Regions from separate parts of the Canis lupus genome. Here region 2 is linked to region 1. Evidence: chromatin contacts called from public Hi-C data. All regions are on one chromosome and are shown on one strand. Each heading gives the region's core, a stretch centred on a gene start, on an enhancer-like site or on the middle of the called end of the contact. The rest is flanking DNA. Distances are from core to core; before and after follow the strand shown. Region 1 holds the start of NSUN2 (RNA cytosine C(5)-methyltransferase NSUN2). Region 2 holds the start of MED10 (mediator of RNA polymerase II transcription subunit 10).

What was found. Hi-C and Micro-C count contacts between places; a contact is called where the count stands out from the background.
Region 2: a contact with region 1 is called in a Hi-C map of blood, with 2.5 times the contacts expected there. The contact joins the promoter of MED10 here to the promoter of NSUN2 in region 1. A contact is called at or near these places in 2 of 9 Hi-C or Micro-C datasets (both in blood).

The regions. Positions count from the first base shown.
Region 1 is chr34:7,293,228-7,300,239 of UU_Cfam_GSD_1.0, reverse strand. It overlaps NSUN2 (RNA cytosine C(5)-methyltransferase NSUN2), which reads right to left and starts at 4,281. Exons shown (of 15, transcript XM_038583342.1): 1 at 4,180-4,281; 2 at 3,901-4,058; 3 at 3,177-3,281. The coding sequence starts at 4,281. SRD5A1 (steroid 5 alpha-reductase 1) reads left to right here and starts at 4,675. Exons shown (of 5, transcript NM_001287100.1): 1 at 4,675-5,141. The coding sequence starts at 4,861.
Region 2 is chr34:7,475,437-7,481,457 of UU_Cfam_GSD_1.0, reverse strand. MED10 (mediator of RNA polymerase II transcription subunit 10) reads right to left here and starts at 2,995. Exons shown (of 4, transcript XM_038583344.1): 1 at 2,803-2,995; 2 at 1,591-1,674. The coding sequence starts at 2,924.

The DNA of each region.
Region 1 (7,012 bases), core at 3,032-5,531:
TGCAAGACTGGGGAGACAAACACCTACTTCTATGAAATTTCTTGCAACCTTGAACTGTATGTGATCAATGACTTTCACATAATTTCTTGTAACCCTGAACTGTATGAGATTAATGACTGTGAATTATGCAAGTTACCACCTTACCAGATCACCAAAACATCTGAATGCCACATGCATTCAACCATGAATTTGTTCAATTCAGTTATTAATCATTAATAGCTGAATTTTCATTTTCAAATAAAGATAAGCAGTCTAAATACAACCTGCGCAAATATTTCCTCATGTACTTTTTAGATTAAATTTTGGTTAAAAAAATAGAAATTTATTAAGATGAAAATTCCACTGCACGTAATTAAATTGTGAAAGCTATTAATCTTTCAAAAAAAAAATACTTAACCTTCAAATAATTAAATACAAAAACTAATGATTAAAATGAAAAAGTATACATCTCGTACAGCTTTAGGAACCATGGTTTTGGAACAACAAACATCTTTGTAGCTTTTAACATCAAATAAGATACCTTAAAGAATTAAATTTGAATTTCTAGGTGTATAATTCAAATTTAGCTCCTGAGTCTTTAAAGTCCTACTTGGAAACTTAGCATGTCTTCTCAGGATGAGTTAAAAAAAAAACTAGTGTCATCTTTATACCTCAAAAATTCTTACAGAGAAAAAATTATCTGTAAAAATATACAATATTCATTATAAGTCATCTTTCAACCCATACATAAAAAGAATAACAATCAAGTTATTCTCAACAACTGATCATCAAAATAATACTTTTATAAGAACGCTTTGGTATAATACCTTACAGGTCTGAGTCCACAAAAAGGAACAAAATCTGCCAAAGCTATGAGTCCTGCACTTAATATTCCTTCTAGAAAACATGGTTTTCAAAGACACTTTCCTAAATTTAATTCCACTACATACCAAAATGTAGAGAATATCATTCGATTTATTTACAGAAAACCACCAGAAGTCTTGGTAAGTTTCTTCTCTGCTTGCTTGCCAAGAGACTCATGGGCAGCTCACACAGACAAGCAAATCTGACTGAATGTTTGTACAGTAAAATTTGTCATGCAATGGTCCCGGATAACGGAAAAGCTGGTTATCAGGAACACAAATAACACAGTATGTTGTTCACACCCTTCAGCTGTGTGCTCAGATTATAGCTAACAAAACGTGAAAAGCATCACCAGTGGTTATCAGAGAGTGATTCCTGGTGGTTATCAGAGAGTGATTCCCATTTGTTCTTCAACCAGACAACCCCTGGGATGTTTCTCAGGTGTTGAAGAATTGTCTATTCCTGGACCCACTGCTACTGTTCAATAATCAAGATGGAAACCATCTATTAAATGTTGCAAGGCTAGAGTTTAACTGCAGTTTGCAGAGAGGGAGAAAAATGGCAAGCCTAACTGTCATGGATCTGTTGGAACCTGCACAATGACCCACCCAGACGCACCTCTTTAAGCCTACAGGATGCATGCTTTTCAGCTCCTCCTACTGCCCACCAGACTTCCTCATCTGAAAAGCTACATTTCTATGCATGTTTAAGGACCAAAGGCTTTCAGTAATTATACGTAGCAGCCAACACACGCAAGACTATTAGAAATGTGCACAAAGGCAACCTAAAACCCACTTCTTTTCAAAGTGTCAGGTGGCCTCTGCTTCAAACACCAGTACCATCGGTTAAATCTCCAAACCAAGGCACTAGAGAGGAGGTAAGTATAGAACGTGGCTACTGGGAGAGAGGAAGACGCTTGGTAATGTGCAGGTTAGCTCGATCAGCAATGTCACACCTACAGCAGCTAGAAAAACATTTTCCTTTCCTAACGACTTCAGGATAGTGGGCATGCAGTGATCACCAGAGTCATTTTCCTGTATCAGAACCTGCAAGCTGTTAAAATCTGACCAGAACGTTTGACTTTAAAAAAAAAAAAAAAAAAAGATGACATGTTTTTGACTTAAAATTGTAGGTTTATTCTTGTATCCCCGAAGTGCTGCTTTACAATGGTGACATCTGCTTTTGAGCTCAGCTGAATACTGATTTTAGCTTTTGGCCCTCCAGCATTTACTCAAAATGTCTATGCCAAGCACATCAGGGATATGGCCACGGAAAATCCAAATGACCAATGGAAAAAAGCATTAAAAAAAAGCATATCTATAACCCTCGTTTGGAAAAACCTGATCTTGCTTTGGGACCTCATACACTTGGATGACCAAAACCTCAGAAGTTGTCAGAAGTGCTGGTTAAATTCACCTTTTTACAGGGATCATTTAAAATCCTTATCTGCGAGAACTCTCAATGCCTCAAAGTTGATCATCTGAAATGTGGAAGGGTAGAAACTACTTTAAAGACTTTAAGATTCCTAAATTGACCCAGGGCTTGTTGCTGCTATAGTTTGTGCGTGAGGACTCCAGGTGTTTTAGAAGCTGGAACTGCATTGACTGGAATGATACTTGAGCTGAGCCACGAGAAGCAAAGAACCCAAAGGACAAGTAGAGAGAGGGTTAGCATGGAGGGCAAGAGTCTGCTCGAGTGCCAAGGACACTGGAGATAGGGTCAGGGGCGCCTAGGTGTCTCTGTTGCTTCAGTGTCTGCGTCTTGGTTCTGGCTCAGGTCATGATCTCAGGGTTGTGGGATCGGGCCCCGTGTTGGGCTCCCTGCTCAGCGTTGTTTCTTTCCCTGTCCCTCTTCTTCCCACTCCACTCCGTGTGCACACACGTGCTCTCTTACTCTCAAAAAGAAATAAAACCTTAAAAAAAAAAAAAAAGGCAACAGAGAATCAGCTGGAACCTGTCTGTGGCAACCTTTGTGAGGTTGAGCCTCCTTTTGCTGATCATAGGAGAGCCACAGGGCAAGAGTTTGGACGAGAGGAAACAAGGGGTTTAAATGGAAATGGACACAAGTGGTACCATCATGGAAGACAACGGGCTGATGGACTTGGAAACACTGAGAGAACCAACTGACCCTTAGGGAGCCACAAATCATGCATGAAAAGCTGCACACTGATGTAAAATAATACAGGGGAAAAGCACTGAGTAAAAGAATGCATGGATGTCCGTAAAGTCGATTCAGATTCTCTCACACTAGCAGCAAACAGGTTGCCAAGAAAACAGGTTGTCATTTGACAAAGATTAAAATCCTCCCACAGGACGAAGGCTTGTCTGACCTACCAACTCAGGGGCTGTGGAACTTCAACTTTCTGACCATCCACCTCCAGGTCCTCCAATTCCTTGAAATACTTGTTCTTCAGGCAGTGAAGAATCTCCTTTGCGTGGCTATTAAAAAACAAGTAAGTTTTGATCCAATCTGGATGGCTAATACGATATGTTTCATCCTTTGTTGAACCCAAGGTGACAAGTGTCTTAAAACAAAACCCCCTTTGCACTGAAAGCTGCCTCTTTCATCCCTGTTTTCTTCCTCTACCCCTTCCAAGTTTAAATGACCGTCATGGCTTCACGTTAAGGGAGTATTGCATTCCTTCCCTCCCAAGTATTCCCACAGCTCATATTTACTTGCAACTCACCTGGGAAAGATGGTACCACAAAGACTTGAAGGGACAGAGAACTGGGGTTTCGCACAAACCGTGTGAGGACATCAATTCTCAGGTGTCCCCGGGGGAGGGGCACCCTCGGCTCTCGGATGCCCAGGGACCATCCTTGCCCGGACGGCACGCTCCCGGGTCGCGGTCTCGCGCCCTGCACGCCCCGGCCTACTGCGTGCGACCCCTGCGCTCCGCCCTCACCGCTTCCGGACCCTGGGGTCCACTGCGCCGGGGGGCGGCGGTCGGGGGCAGGGCGGGGGCAGGGCGGGGGCGGGGGCGGGGGCGGGAGCGCCCTGGCCCGGACCCACGGCGGCTCGACGGGCAGCCAAGCCTGGGCACGACCCCGTCCCTACCTTTTGTAGCCAGTGATCCGCAAAGTGGCCGGGAGGGGCTCCCTGAGCGCTCCCATGAACTGCTCCCACTCGCCCTCGGGCACGATCTTGAGCTCCCGGTAGTAGTGCTCGAAGAGCTTGTTCTCCTTGACGATCTCGGGATAGCCGCCTTCCCAGGCCTGCGGAACCAGACGCGGGTCCACCCAGGGCCGCGGGGCCGCCTCGCCCACGGGGCCGCCTCGCCCACGGTCGCCCACGGGGCCCCCGCCCCCGCCCGCCCGCGCGCGCCCCGGCTCCTACCCCCTCCGGGCGCTTGCCGCCGCCCTCGGCGCCGTCCTCCGCGCGCTGCGGCCGCTGCTGCTGCTGCTGCTGGAGCCGCCGGCCCCGCGCCCGCCGCCCCATGGCCCACGCGGCCGCGCACGCCGCCCGCACCCAGCTCCCCGCCACGGCCCGCGCAGAGGACTTCCGGGCTGGCGCGAGGACCCCGGCTCCGCGCCTGCGCCGTTCCGGGGCCCGCGGGCGCCGCGGGGAAGACGCCCAAGGCGCCGCGGCCCGTGCTCCCGGGGAGCAGCGAGCGAGGGGAAGCGCGGGCGGCGCCCGAGAGGGACGGGGGCCCCGGAGAGCAGCCCCGAGGTCGCCCGCGCGGACTCCGGCAGCTCCGCGGACAGCCCGCGGCCGCGCGTGCGCAGGGCGGCGAGGGGGCGGGGCTCCGGCCGCGGGGACTGGGCCCGCCCCCGCCCCGCCCCGCCCCGCCCCCGCCCCCTCGGCGCCCGCCCGCGTCCAATCCGACCGGCGGGAGCGCAGCGCACGCGCGCAGGGGCGTCCGGGGAGGGCCGGGTGCGACCGGCGCCGGGACGCCCGCGCCCGCGCCCGCGCCCGCGCCGCCTCAGGTAACCGCGCCCCCCGCGCGCCGGCCGCCGCCGCCCTATAAGTGGCCCGCCGCGGCCGCGGGGCCATGGGGCGTGCCCGCGCGTCCCCGCCATGGAGCCGGCCGAGGTCTCCCGGCTGCACGCGCTCGCCTACCTGCAGTGCGCGCTGGGCTTCCTGGGCTCCCTGCTGCTCCGCCAGGCGGCCTCGTCCTACGGGCGCTACGCGTCGCCGGGCGCCGCCTTCGGGGTGCCGGCGCGGGCCGCCTGGGCGCTGCAGGAGCTGCCCTCGCTGGCCGTGCCGCTGTGGGTGTGCGCCCGCACCGCCGCCGAGCGCCTCCGCCGCGCGCCCAACCGCATCCTCCTGGCCATGTTCCTCCTGCACTACGCGCAACGGTAACGGCCCGCGCCCCCCGCGCCCCCCGCGCCCCCGCCCCCGCCGAGGCGCCGCCCCCACCGCCCCCACCGCCCCCTCCTTCCTCGCCCCGCGCCCTCCCTCCCTGGCGCCCTGTCCTAATGACCTCTCCGCCCGTGCCGCCCTTGCCCTGTAACGGGCACCGTCCCCTTCCTCCCCTGGGGCAGACGGCTTAATACGCTTAGTTTGGGAAAGTGGGGCTGGGGGTGAGGACAGCGACGGGTGGTGAGAGAGGGCTGGAAAGGGACTGACCTGGCTACTGGGAGGGAGGAGGACGCTTGAGGATGTGCAGGTTAGCTCGCTCAGGAGTGTCACGCCTACAGCAGCTAGAAAAGCATTTTCCTTTGCTAAGGACCGTGCCATGCAGTGATCACCAGAGTCATTTTCCTGTATCAGAACCTGCAAGCTGTTAAAATCTGACCAGAATGTTTGACTTAAAAAAAAATGATGACATGTTTTTGACTTAAAATTGTAGGTTTATTCTTGTATCCCTGAAATGCTGCTTTACAATGGTGACATTTGCTTTTGAGCTCAGCTGAATACTGATTTTAGCTTTTGGCCCTCCAGCATTTACTCAAAATGTCTATGCCAAGCACATCAGGGATATGGCCACGGAAAATCCAAATGACCAATGGAAGGAAGAAAAGCATATCTATAACCCTCGTTTGGTAAAAACCTGATTTTGCTTTGGGACCACTGAAGGGTATCCAAAAAGGAAAGAGAACATCATACACTTGGATGACCAAAACCTCAGAAGTTGTCAGAAGTGCTGGTTAAATTCACCTTTTTACAGGGATCATTTAAAATCCTTGTCTGCGAGAACTCTCAATGCCTCAAAGTTGATCATCTGAAATGTGGAAGGGTAGAATCTACTTTAAAGACTTTAAGGTTCCTAAATTGACCCAGGGCTTGTTGCCACTATAGTTTGTGCGTGAGGACTCCAGGTGTTTTAGAAGCTGGAACTGCATTGACTGGAATGAAACTTGAGCTGAGCCACGAGAAGCAAAGAACCCAAAGGACAAGTAGAGAGAGGGTTAGCATGGAGAGCAAGAGTCTGCTCGAGTGCCAAGGACACTGGAGATAGGGTCAGGGGCGCCTAGGTGTCTCTGTTGCTTCAGTGTCTGCGTCTTGGTTCTGGCTCAGGTCATGATCTCAGAGTCATGGGATCGAGCCCTGAGTCAGGCTCCCTGCTCAGTGTTGATTCTTCCCTCTCCACTCCTGAGTCTACCTGCACTCTCTCTCTAAAATAAATCTTTAAAAAAAAAAGAGAGAGAGATACAGAATCAGCTGGAGCAGTTTGTAGGCACTTTAAACAGGAACAGATGTTCAACAAAGGTTTTCCACGTCCTATGTTCCTGACTCTTCAAGATTATTCCAGTGAGCAAAATTGTTGGCAGGCTGCTTGTTTTTTTGTAATGTGGTTTAGCGTTACTGCAATTTGAATGTCAGAATTTTCATATTGGTGTTCATGTCTCCAAAAATGTGCTGGAACCTGTTTCTCTCTGTTTCTCTAATGGCCACAAGTAAGCTCTGGAGTCAGACTACTGGGTGTTACCACAACTTTATCACTAGGGGCGTGGGATATATTATTAAGCAGGTTTCCCCGTCAATGGAAGAGGTGCCGTGATGGTGCCAGCCCATGCTATTGGCATGCATTTAAATAAAGGCAACTCCGTATAATGTGCGCACCATGCTGGCAAATGCAAATGCTTCATAGACAATTAACAAGACAGTTCCGTATTGTCATGCATGTGGGCATAGTCACATATGTACCCCATGTATTGCTCAGGCACACTGCTGCCAGTCTCAAGTCACATATGTACCCCATGTATTGCTCAGGCACACTGCTGCC
Region 2 (6,021 bases), core at 1,746-4,245, 180 kb before region 1:
AAACACCCAACAGGCTCAAGTGTCCTAAACAAATAACCGTCTCAACAGCAACATCGGGGCTGGGCTTTTTCTAGGGCCCAAGGGCTAAGTGCCACTCTGCCAGTACATCAACCTCAAGTCCTGGACAGGACGAGGACTACAGTTTTATCTCTGCTATCGTCAGTGTGTCCCAAAGTATGTGCTGCCAAGGCCACTAAGGACCTGGAAATGGCTCCTGCGTTGTGCACATCGATGGACAGTTTGCATCTGCGGCTTACCAGGGCTCCGAGGCCAGCCTAGTCCTAATCCCCCCGATGAACCTAACCCCTTCTGCCCACTGGCTGTGCCTACAGCTGTGGTTCTGGTGGCCCAGGCTGCACTGCCTGCTGTCCCACAATCTTTCCTCAACCCTCTTTCTCTCACTTGCCCTTCAGAGGCACCTGGCGTGTCTTGACATCCATCCTATACGTTCAAGGCCAGAGCTGCACTACTCAGAATACCCAAGGAAGGCTAAGAGCCTCCACCTGCACACACTCCTCAGGCAGGCAGCCACCGTCCAGGGTCTAGAGCTGTCCATATGCACGAGACCTTCACTCCCACCTGACCCCGGAGAGCTCGGTGGGCCAACAGAACACGTTGAGGACACGCAACATCGCCGCCAGCAGGTGAGGACAGAGCCGAGACTAGAAAGAATGCAGCCTATGTGTCCTGGGGGCAGGCAGATGCTAAGCTGTGCTGTAACTAGGACTCAAATCTCTGACCCTCTGGGAGGTAAGATGATGACCTTTCCCTTTACTGTTCCAGGAAATCTGGTGACTTACATTGCAATTCTAAAGCAAAAAGGACTAGCATGCTCTTGCTCTTGCCATTCCAAGCCCACTCCGCCTCCAGATAGAGAGAGAGAGAGAGGCGCCACTTGGCAATGAGACAACAGTGCTGGCCGAGGAAGGACAAGTCCAGAATTTTATACACTTAGTAGCCAAACAGCCCACTGTGGTTACTTAGCAGTTCTTTCACCTGGGAAACCAGTGTGACAAAACCTGAACCAAACAAGCCAGAAAATTCCATTTCCTGGAAGCATTCTCTGGGCCACGACTGTGAGAGGCACACACCACTCTCCCCCCAGCAGACAGTGAATGGCCTTCCCAAATTTCCTTGGCCTAAGAACCTTTTCCCCCCAACAAAAGAGCAAATCCTTACCATCTCCTAAAATGAGCACTCCCAGTGTAGTTTGGAAGACACCACACTAAAGTACTTCTCAGGCTGTTTCTACCTAGAATTTTTTAATTCATAATAAAGCCCACCTAAGACTTTCTGCCTCTCAAGAAAAAAAAAAGTGATATGCCTGCCCGTTTTGTCTAAGCAGGACTTGGGGAGCCTATGATGTTTTCTGCACATTTAATAACTCTTTATTCATTCTATTTCTTTTGAATTTTTAATCCTATTAAAACATAAGCTCCCTGAGAGCAGGTGTTTTTGTCTATTTTCTTTCCTGGCTTATCCCCAGCACCTAGGATGTGCTTGCCACAAACAGGCTCTTAAATACCAGTGGTTGAAGGCGTCATTATAACACAATAAAACAAGAGTTATACTCAAATTAAGAATACTTACTCAAAAACTTCTAAAGGCACAGTAATGTCATGAAGCTGCTGCCTGCACTTATCAATATCCTGTAAGCCAGTAACGATAAAATTCCTGAGGGAAAAGGCAAAAATAGAACATGTGGTTAATTCAGATGACAGCAGGAACACCACCCAGCTGGCCGGGGTGAGCTCCAGGCCAGAGTTCCTTACACACGAAGGCGAGTAGCTTTACAGTTAGCTACAGAATTCCAGGAAGGCTTTGGAACTAGAGAATACCCTTAGATATCCAATTCTCTTCTAAAGTAGAGACTGCCAGTTTTGGGTGATAAAAACCACCCCTTCAGAGAATCTGATGAAAAACATCAATCTTCTCTCAAAGACAACGTGCAGCTGGTTTTGTGCGCAGCAGACTCCCGAGGAAGAACCCACCCTCCGATCCCGGAGGAGAAAGCCATCCCCCACCTGGTTTAATTTCTGCTCCCCTCTGGAGCTTAAGAGATCACCAGGCTAGTCCCCCAGCCCTGGGTTTTGTAAGGCTGCGCTGCACTTATGTTTGATGTCTGTAGCCCCTAGAAAGCTAGAGCCCTTCTGCAGCATTCCTTCTGTGTGTGTGTGTGTGTGTGTGTCCCGTCCACCCCAGGGCCTAGCACCAAGCACCAGCACAGGACTGCTGCCAAAGAAGTTCCTAAGCGGTCTGCACCGTTTCTCGCCACCCTCCCCCTTCCAGTTCCACCACATCCAGACCTCGGCAGCAGGTGGTTCACAACCTTCTCCTTCCTGGGTGCAGTTTGGAGCACCCCGTGAAGTCCGCCTCCCCTCTGGGGACAGGGCCTGGACTCCCCAGAAGGGCCGGGGAGAAAACTGGGAAGGAGTCACGGCAGCCAGGGCAGGCTTTGATGACTTTGATGACTGTGTGGCCCTGACGACGTGTCCAAACGGGCCCTCGAGATAAAGTTCCAGCAAAACGGAGCGGGAGGGGGGCGGGCCCAAGTCCAGAGGAGGGCGGCAGAGAGGGGCGGCTCTCAGGTCAGACCCCGGCTCCCCACCGGCCCCCTGGCTCCCTGGCCCCCACCACCGCCAGGCTCCCGGGCCCCCACCCCCAGGATCCCCGGCTCCCAGGATCCCCGGCTCCCCACCCCCCACCCGGCTCCCAGGATCCCCACCCGGCTCCCAAGCCCCGGCTCCCCACCCCCAGGATCCCCGGCTGCCGTCGACGCCGGCGGACTCGGCCGCCACTCACAGCTTCTGGTTGAGCCCGGCCTGGCTGCTAGGCTGGAAGTCACTGACGATGATGCCGAGCTGCCGGATGTTCTCCACGAACTTCTCCAGGTGCTCCTCCAGGTGGTCGAACTTCTCCGCCATGGCCCCGCAGCAAACACCGCCCGCGCCTGGTCCCGCTCCGCCGCTTCCTGCTTCCGCCGGGGCCTGCCGCCACTTCCGTTTCCTCTGGCGGCGGGAGGCGGGGCCTGGGGCGGGCGGGGCGGGGCCTGGGGCGGGCGGGGCGGGGCCTGGGGCGGGCGGGGCGGGGCCGACCCTTGGGGGCGTGGTCCTGGGCCTGGCGCGCTGCGGGGGCGGGGCCTGCGGGCGGGGCCCCGCCCAGCAGCCCGGAGCGCCCAGGTGAGTGGGGTCTGCCAGGTGTCTGTCCTCAGGCTGCCCTGCGAGCTCCAGGGGCCACCGAGAGCCGGCGGCGGGAACCTGCGGGGCTTCGTTCCGCCTCCGCTAGGCCTGGGCAAGTTCCCTGGTCTCGAGCCCTCGTTCTCGTCCATGAAACTGGAAGGAGTGCAGACGTGTACTTGACCTTAGCCTGGCTCAGAAGGAAGCACAGCAGGCAGGGCTTGGAAAAGGTAGCTTATCCCCACGAGGAAAATGACTTATTTTTTCCTGAATACACAAATTACAAGTACTCGCTGTAAATGGTATAATGAAGAGACACCTGAAATCCTACCCCCTGACATAAGCCATCTTTAAGATCTTGGAGCCCATGGACTCCTGAATTTCTTGATGCGCAGGGTCCAGCAGCCCCCTCGGCCAGACCCAGGCCCTCTTAGAACCACCCAGCCTTGGTCCTGAGCCTGAGAGGCAGCTCAAGGTGGGCTTCAGACCTATGACTTTCTCACTAGTGATCTATCTTCCTTATCCTTACCCACATGAGTACCTTAGCAACCAGGACAGCTCCCAGTGGCTAAAGCCTCCTGTCAGGACTGAGGCCCTCTGGCACTAACGGCTGCCAGTGTCACCAAAGGTCACAGCCACCTCCAAGCACCATGCAATGCCCCATATTCACAAACCCCTGCCTAGATGGAAATCCTGCAGTGTGCATGCAGGGACTTTCCTTGTCCCCCATTTGGAGTCCTTAACGTCAGCACTGGCCCCCCTTCCGTCCTCTCATGTGTAACTGGCATCCACCTCCTCTAATTCTTCCTTCTAACCACCTCCTACTCAGCTCTTCCTTCCTGCCTCTTGCCACCTACCGAGGTCAGGCCTTCCTCCATTCCTGCCAGCTCTAACAGAACAGCACCCTAAGGGGGCTTCCTCTCCGTAAAGAATAACCCCTCCTACTGCATGGAAACTGTAGTAAATGCTGTTGGTTGATCTTACTAAAATTCCATCTTGGTCACATCACTCTTGCTCTTAAAAAACTTTTCTGCTCATTTTTCTAGGACTAACCAATGTTTGCTCCTACAGTAGCCTCTCTGGACTCCTGGGACCACAGGCCACAGTGATTTCTCCCTTTACTGAATATCTTAATAAGCATCCTCCTTGCTATTCAACTCCTGGAGTCTTAGGCAAAATGAGAGAGCTCTTTTTCTAGATAATCTCTCCCAGATGTGACCAAAAATGGAAACCCCATGAAGGTAATTCATTTGTCAGACTTATCAAAATCAGGGACTCCAATTGATGTGGTGTACTAAGCTGATATGTGACGCCTCTGTTCTGCTCTGAATACACAGAAGTGTTAGGTAAAGTATCTCCCCCCCTATTTAACAACAACTGACTTCAGGGGAATTGTAAAACAAAGCAGAAATAAAATATTTGCCAAAGAAGGAAAAGATGACTGAGGAGAGATAAGGATAGGAAGTTAACAGTCCTTCGTTTCAAAAGAAAGAGATAGATATTGATGGAAAGTAGGCTTTGTTCAGTATTTATTTTAAAAATTTAAGGTTATATCTTTAAAAGAATATATAATGTCTGAACTAGTCGAGTAGAAGGAAATAAGGAAAATATAACCAATTCAATAGAAGGAAAGAAACAATTCAGGAGGCAAAGAAAAAACATGGAAAATAAACAAGCACAAAATAAGATGAAAGAATTAAGGACAAATATGTTGGTGATCACAATAAATGTAAATAGATTTAACTACTTACTTTTAAAAAAAATGTCATATTGAAAGCATTGTATGTTGCTGATGTTGTGGTTGTTCTTTTAGTCTAGCTATGTGATTTTCAAAGGCACACCTAAAACAAACATACACAATGGTTGAAGAAAAGGGGTAGGTTCCAATAAGGTATGCCAGGCAACCAAAAAAAGTTGTTAAAGCATATAAAATCAAAAATTAATAAGCTATAGAAAGATCTTTTTAGTGATAAAGGGAAGAATCCACCAAAATGACATACAAATATTAACCTCTAAGCAAATACTGGTAAACAATGAGGAAACATTCAAAATCCATAATCAGAACAGGAGATTTGGAATACTTGTATCAGGAAATGATAAAGTAAGTGGGCCTATATATATATATATAGGCCCAAGTACATGTGTATATTTATAGAAATGTGACCATTCACTAGACCACAAAGGAAGTTTCAACAAATTCCAAGTTTTATCCCATAGACCAGATTTTCTGACCTCAATGTAATTATAGTAGAAATCAATGAAATTATTTGCTCTTTACACACATACACACTTGAAAACCGAAACACACTCTATTAAATAATCTATGGGTGTACATACAAGTGAATTTGCAAGACCCACTGGCTGGCTGTCATCCTGGTGTAATTTCTAATGGCACATTTCCGCTCACCACCAATGGCATCTCCATCTGGTTGATGCATGACATGGTCATCCTAGTTAAAAGGGAAAATGTAAAATATTCAGAACTGAATGACAAGCCTTTCTTGTCAAACTTCTGCTTTGCTTCTAAAGCTATTCTTTGAGGGAAAATTGCTCAGAAATAATAATAAGCTCAGGGTTCAATTGAAAAAGTAAACAAAAAGAAAGAAAAAGAGCAAAAGAGAAATCACAAGCCCAGAAACTATATAGAAAGGAGTGATAAAGACAGAGAATGATGGAAATGAAAACTATTTTGTTAGTTCTCTTTCTACTTTTACCAGAAGCTCAAAGATCAGCAGTAAAGAAAAGCTGACGGGTGAAAAGATGAATCAAAATCAAACAGGCATATTTCTGGCAAGCCCATCAGGGAGGCAGAGAGAGAGAAAATCAACAATATTATACATGAAGG